2 separate regions of the Mus musculus genome follow, and region 2 is linked to region 1. The links are chromatin contacts, called in public promoter capture Hi-C maps. All regions are on one chromosome and are shown on one strand. Each heading gives the region's core, a stretch centred on a gene start, on an enhancer-like site or on the middle of the called end of the contact. The rest is flanking DNA. Distances are from core to core; before and after follow the strand shown. Region 1 holds the start of Rflnb (refilin B). Region 2 overlaps Vps53 (VPS53 GARP complex subunit).

Region 1 (2,782 bases), core at 90-2,589:
TACAGGATGTATCCTCTGTAGAAGGAATGACCCTGGCTTTCTGTTCCTAGCAAGCTGCCTTCTATCCATCACATGATTAAAGGCAAGCCCTTCTCTCTCCGTATCAAAAATGATGGGTAGAGAGAAAGGAGGACTGAACTTTGCTGGTAGATCTAGTCACTCTGAACATATATATATATATATATATATATATATATATATATATATATATATATTTTAACAAATCTGCCCCAAGCAGGACAGATGTTCTTTGTTCTTGCAAAGATGTGGATTGGACCACGAAGGTGATCCAGGGAAGACTTCTGGTGGAGCACGTGGCACTTGGTGTTGACCCCGGGACATCTCCATGAGAGGAAAGAAAGAAAGAAAGAAAGAAAGAAAGAAAGAAAGAAAGAAAGGAAGGAAGGGGAAGGGGAAGGGGAAGGGGAAGGGGAAGGGGAAGGGGAAGGGGAAGGGGAAGGGGAAGGGGAAGGGGAAGGAAAGGAAAGGAAAGGAAAGGAAAGAAGAAAAGACAATGATTTTAGGCACACCCCAACTCAATTACTTCCCACTGAAGAAGAGCTTCTCTGTCAAACCTATCAGGAAGGACCACAGTCTGTTTGCTGTTGAGTTTAGGTTTTGTTTTGTTTGTAGAAGAGATTCCCTCTGATAGGACAGAGGGAGAAAGTTCCTGTGAGTGAATAGACTGTGGCCTCCATAAGGGGAATCTTGACTCCCTAAGAGAGCTGCTCTGTTTGCTGGTCTCTTTGGGAGATCCAAGCCTGTGACACCCTCAGAACTTCCCTGCCTGGACTGGCCACAGCCTGTTCAGCTGTGCCCGGGACCAGGGAGTGATCGACGCCCCCGGGAGTCCGGAGGAGTAGGCCCTCTCTCCTCCGGGGCAGACGTGAGAGCCAGAGCAGGCCCTGCTGAGCCAACAGGCCGCTGGAGCCATACGAAGCGCATTAAGTATTAATAATTTCCAGTTGTTTGCTCGTCCTCTCTCCCCACGCCCCCCCCCCCCCCCCCGCCCCCGGCCTCTGCAGACTGGGACTCCTTGGCTCTGGGCTGCCAGATCTAGAGATATTAGCACCTCTCGGGGGCCGGGGGACAGTGCATGGAGCAAGGATCGCCGTGGACCATAGGGACAGGGTGCGGGGCCGGACGAAGCCTCGCAGCTTTGCCAGTCGCGGCATGCCGGGGAGGTGGGAGGGGAGGCCCGTCGCGGGAAGATCGGCGCTCGGACGAGCTGGGCGGCGCGCGGCGGGAGCGCAGCGGCCCCTGGCGCTTGGCCTCTCGGCGGTCACCGCGGCTGGGCCAGCCCTCGGGGCGGGGCGGAGGGCGGGGCCTCGAACGAGCGCGGCCGCTGGCGACACCCGGACAACGCGCCGGCGGCGGGGCAAGGAGGGCAGCCCGGAGGGCAGCGGCCCCGGCCCGCGTGTGCGGCCCTCTCTTGCACTCCAACACCGCGGCGGCTGTGCCCGGTCCCGCCACACGTGCAGCTATGGTGGGCCGGCTGAGCCTGCAGGATGTCCCTGAACTCGTGGACACGAAGAAAAAAGGCGACGGCGTCCTGGACAGCCCGGACTCGGGGCTGCCCCCAAGCCCTAGCCCCAGCCACTGGGGGCTCGCAGCGACGGCGGGCGGCGGTGGGGAGCGCGCTCCGGTCGCAGGGACGCTGGAGCCCGATGCGGCGGTGACCCCTATAGTCCCGGTGAGTTGCCTCCCGCGCGGACTTCTCCCAGTCCCGGCCCACCCGCAGCCCTCCCCGGGGAGTCTCCAGCTTTCGCAGTCGGTGCGGCCACCCGCCCGTCGAGACGGCGTGGCCATCGCCGGGAGCCGGGGCGGGAGCGTAGCGAGAGAGCCTGGCCAGCTGGAGCCAGTGGCTGGAAAATTGTCATCGCCTGGGAGGCGCGGGAGCCCCGGGAGAGGCAAGCCGCGGTCTCCTCCCTTCGAGGTGGCGGCCCCCGAGGCTGCCAGGCTGCGGCTCGACCACATTCCTGCTGGGGCGGGCTGGGTGGGGCTCCCGGGACACGGACAGGGATCCCGGGCCCTCCCCACCCGGGGGGCCCACGCCCCGCGGCTTTGCTCCCAAAGCGGCCTCCCTCTGCCGGGACCTGGGAGAGGGGTGTGCTCTGGGCTCCTGGCGCAAGGCGGACCACAGCCTTTGGGGTTAGTCACACACAAGAGTCTTCAGGGTCTGGTAGGTCTTTTTTTCCCAGCCAGTGTTCTGCACTTAATGAGATCAGCGTCCTCCAGGTGGCCAGGGCTTTGAAAGTATTAATCCTTTTCCTTCTTTTCCTTTAAACTCTTTGCAAGAAAAACTCCCAAGTCTGTTTTGTCTTGGGATCTGTTCAGGTGATGATATTCAGAGCACAGCTCAAGAAAGGCCACATCCTGTCTACAGTAGAAGCTCAAAGTAAGACTGAAGGAGAGCTGTGACTGTGCCTCCCATGGGGAGGTCAGCGGCAAGTGTTATGCTTAAGGACCAAAATGGAGCTTTGCTGGTGTGGGGCCTTCTTGACCTACTGACCCTGTCCCAGCAAAAACCAGCACCTTTTATTTCCACTCCAAGGTGAAACTTGCTTCAGCTTGGTCTTTCAGTCTCTCTCATCTTTCCTGCTCTGACCACCGATCAGACACTCACTGGTGCCTCTGACATGGATTCCTGCACCTGACATGAACCTTGACCCTCTCACCTTTCCCATTCAAGTCCTGGTGGCCCTTCCTCACTATGTGGCCTCCTGGGGGAGCTTTCTCAGGCTTCTTCCAGAACCTGTGGCTTGGTGTCCAGGCTCAGTGT
Region 2 (2,782 bases), core at 97-2,596, 110 kb before region 1:
AACCATCCATAATGAGATCTGATGTCCTCTTCTGGGGTGTCTGAAGACACCTACAGTGTTCTTACATATAATAAATAGATAAATCTAAAAAAAAAAAAAGAAAAAGAAACTGGGGAGATGACTCAACAGTAAGAGTACTTGCTGCTCTTGTAAGGGACCTAGTTTGAACAGCACTCACATTAGGCTGCTTACAACCAACTTAACTCTAGCACCAGGGCATCCAGTGCCCTCTTCTGGCACCAGTTTACTCACATATACATAAAATAATAAAAATGAATCTTTTCTATTTTCCTTTTTTCTTTTTCTTTAAAGATAGTCTCTCTCACCAGGTGGTGGTGGTAGTAGTATACGCCTTTAATACAAGCACTTGGTGGGCAGAGGCAGGTGGAGCTCTGTTTGAGGCCAGCTTGGTCTACAGAGCTAGTTCCAGGACAGCCAAGGCTACATAGCAAAACCCTGTCTTGAAAACAAACAAATAACAACAACAACAACAACAACAACAACAACAACAAAAGATTGCATCTCTGCATAACACTGGCTGGTGAAACTCACTATTGAAGACCAGGCTGGCCTTGAACTCCAGAGATCTGCCTGCATCTACCTCATGAATTAAAGGCATGAATGAACACACCCAGCCCAAATGTATATTTAAAAAAAGAGAAATAAGCAAACAAAACATGAAAGGGGCTAATTATTCTAAGTTATTTTAGTTTTGTATTATAAGAGTATTTATATTTTTTCTTAGGGGCTAACCTGAGGTTGTTTTAAGTGATTTTATATCTGATTTTCTTGTAGAGTGACTTGAAGAAGGGTTTAAAGCTTTCTCACCCTTTCCCTGTTTTCTTTTCAATGTGTAGGTGAAAGAGATCACCCGAGATATTAAGCAGTTAGATCACGCCAAGCGCCACCTGACCACCTCAATCACGACCCTGAACCACCTGCACATGCTGGCAGGCGGGGTGGACTCCCTGGAGTAAGCAGTGTGACCTCTCAACGGGCCCACAGGAAATGCTCCACATGAGGACAGTGGCTTCAGAGTTACTCACTTCCCAGCCGAGCCAGCCTCACCATCCTCTCCATGTTTGGAACACTGACCACAAGTGTTCAGTCACTTTTGGTGTTCACAACTTAACAAAAGAGATGGGGATGTAGCCCAGTGGCAGGCAGAATACCTGCTTGACATGCCCACAGCCCTGGCTTCCATCCTCAGAACTGCACTGCAGCAGACAGTCTGTCTTAGTAAAAAAAAATGGACAGGCAACCTGAGGAAGCCACAGAAAGCCCATGAGAATGACCCTGAAAAATGTGTCATCTCATGTGGTAGATCTAGACCAGAAAGTCAGACAGAGTGACTCAGCCCCAGTCACTCTCTAGGGCCTCTGCCTTGGCAAGTATCCCTCCTTCTATTGGGCTGAGTTTCATTTCACCAAAGAGACCATTTCTAAACAAATCTTTGACATACAGTTTAACCCACTTTTTTCTTAAACCTATGTTTTTAAGATTGTAGTTCTTTGTGCAGCACATTTAGAAAGAGTATTAAAAGAAGTCCCCGGCCATTTACCTTGAAGCAGTGTTTCAAATCCTCCTGCCCCAGCACCCCAGCTTCCTACTGCAATGGGTCTCAGGCCGATTCCCCCTGCTTTAGTCCTAGTGGAATTTCTCATGTGTGCAAGCCTGCCATCTTCACAGACATGCAGGTCTGGCAAGAATGAAGGATGCCCAGAAGGAAGGAGGAGAGGTTGTATCATTCCTAACTGCTGCTGGGCATACAAAAGGTGGCAGAGGAGCCCTAGTCCATTGGAGGAGTGATCATCCAGGGCAGCTAGCAAATGGGACTGCAAGAACCATCTCCCTTCCTCCTTCCCATGGGACACTTTGTATTAGCAGGTCAAGATGGCAATGGAGTACCATGGTTTGACCTTGAGCCTCTCCTTGAAATGTTTTATAAGGGAATTACACATTTAATGTGAAAGCCAGTGTAGACCTACTAGTTTGTACTTCATTACCATGTATAACTTGATTTTATCAGCATCGTTTATTTAAGCTTCATTACCCTTAGGAGTAGGGCAAGTTGTCATCTCAGCTGCCATTGTTTATCATTATCTTAAAACTAAATGTGACAGTTAACTTGAAATCACAATCTTCCTTTTCTGTGATCCAGAAAAATGGCTTGGTTTTTCCGTGCACCACAATCATCAGTAATATTTTATACAACATTATCTCAAAATCCCATTCTTCATGCAATGCCCAGCTCAAACCCATAGTCTTCCCAGAGTCCCCTCTGCCACCCACTGAGCGTGTGCGCGTGCGCACACACACACACACACACACACACACACACGCACACACACACACACATTTTTGTGCCCTGTGGCTATAGTTTACAATATTATTTAGACCATACTTTACTCTCTTGCTATTAGTTAAATGTTTACTTGACACTCCCATTATTAAATGATGTCACCTTGAGAGTTGGAGCTAAATCCTAATCTTTCCTTCCCCAGTACTTATACTAAATCTAGCTCTTGTAGATCATCCCACACCTGCTATCTTGTGTCTTCAGAGATATCTGGGTCTCGCAAGTCGTCCCACGTCTTCTATCTTGTCTCTTCAGTGACTACGTCTCAACTTCTGTCCTTGCAGAGCCATGACCAGGCGCAGACAGTATGGAGAAGTTGCTAATCTCCTTCAGGGTGTAATGAATGTTCTGGAGCACTTTCACAAATACATGGGAATCCCACAGATCCGACAGCTTTCTGAAAGGTAAGATATCCTCACAGAC

The links. Promoter capture Hi-C pulls out the DNA fragments that hold promoters and counts their contacts.
Region 2: a promoter capture Hi-C map of the SN4741 cell line shows a contact between it and region 1, with 4 times the contacts expected there. The contact joins the enhancer-like site here to the promoter of Rflnb in region 1. A contact is called at or near these places in 6 of 39 promoter capture datasets (the SN4741 cell line, cranial neural crest, embryonic stem cells and 2 more), 3 of 484 Hi-C or Micro-C datasets (the HL-1 cell line, macrophages and nephron progenitors), 4 of 115 datasets of contacts at active chromatin or transcription factors (bone marrow-derived macrophages, cardiomyocytes and embryonic stem cells) and 2 of 9 other capture datasets (adipose tissue and pancreatic islet).

The regions. Positions count from the first base shown.
Region 1 is chr11:76,026,339-76,029,120 of GRCm38.p6, reverse strand. It overlaps Rflnb (refilin B), which reads left to right and starts at 1,339. Exons shown (of 3, transcript NM_029658.1): 1 at 1,339-1,693. The coding sequence starts at 1,484.
Region 2 is chr11:76,134,390-76,137,171 of GRCm38.p6, reverse strand. Vps53 (VPS53 GARP complex subunit) reads left to right here. Exons shown (of 22, transcript NM_026664.4): 6 at 858-973; 7 at 2,644-2,763. Among named protein-coding and RNA genes, the nearest start is that of Gm46252, 15 kb to the left of the region's middle. Within about 2 kb of position 1,346, at least 54 of the 459 cell types and tissues checked have an H3K27ac peak or open chromatin away from gene starts, as enhancers often do. A contact at or near this core is called in the HL-1 cell line, the SN4741 cell line and bone marrow-derived macrophages, where this site is marked.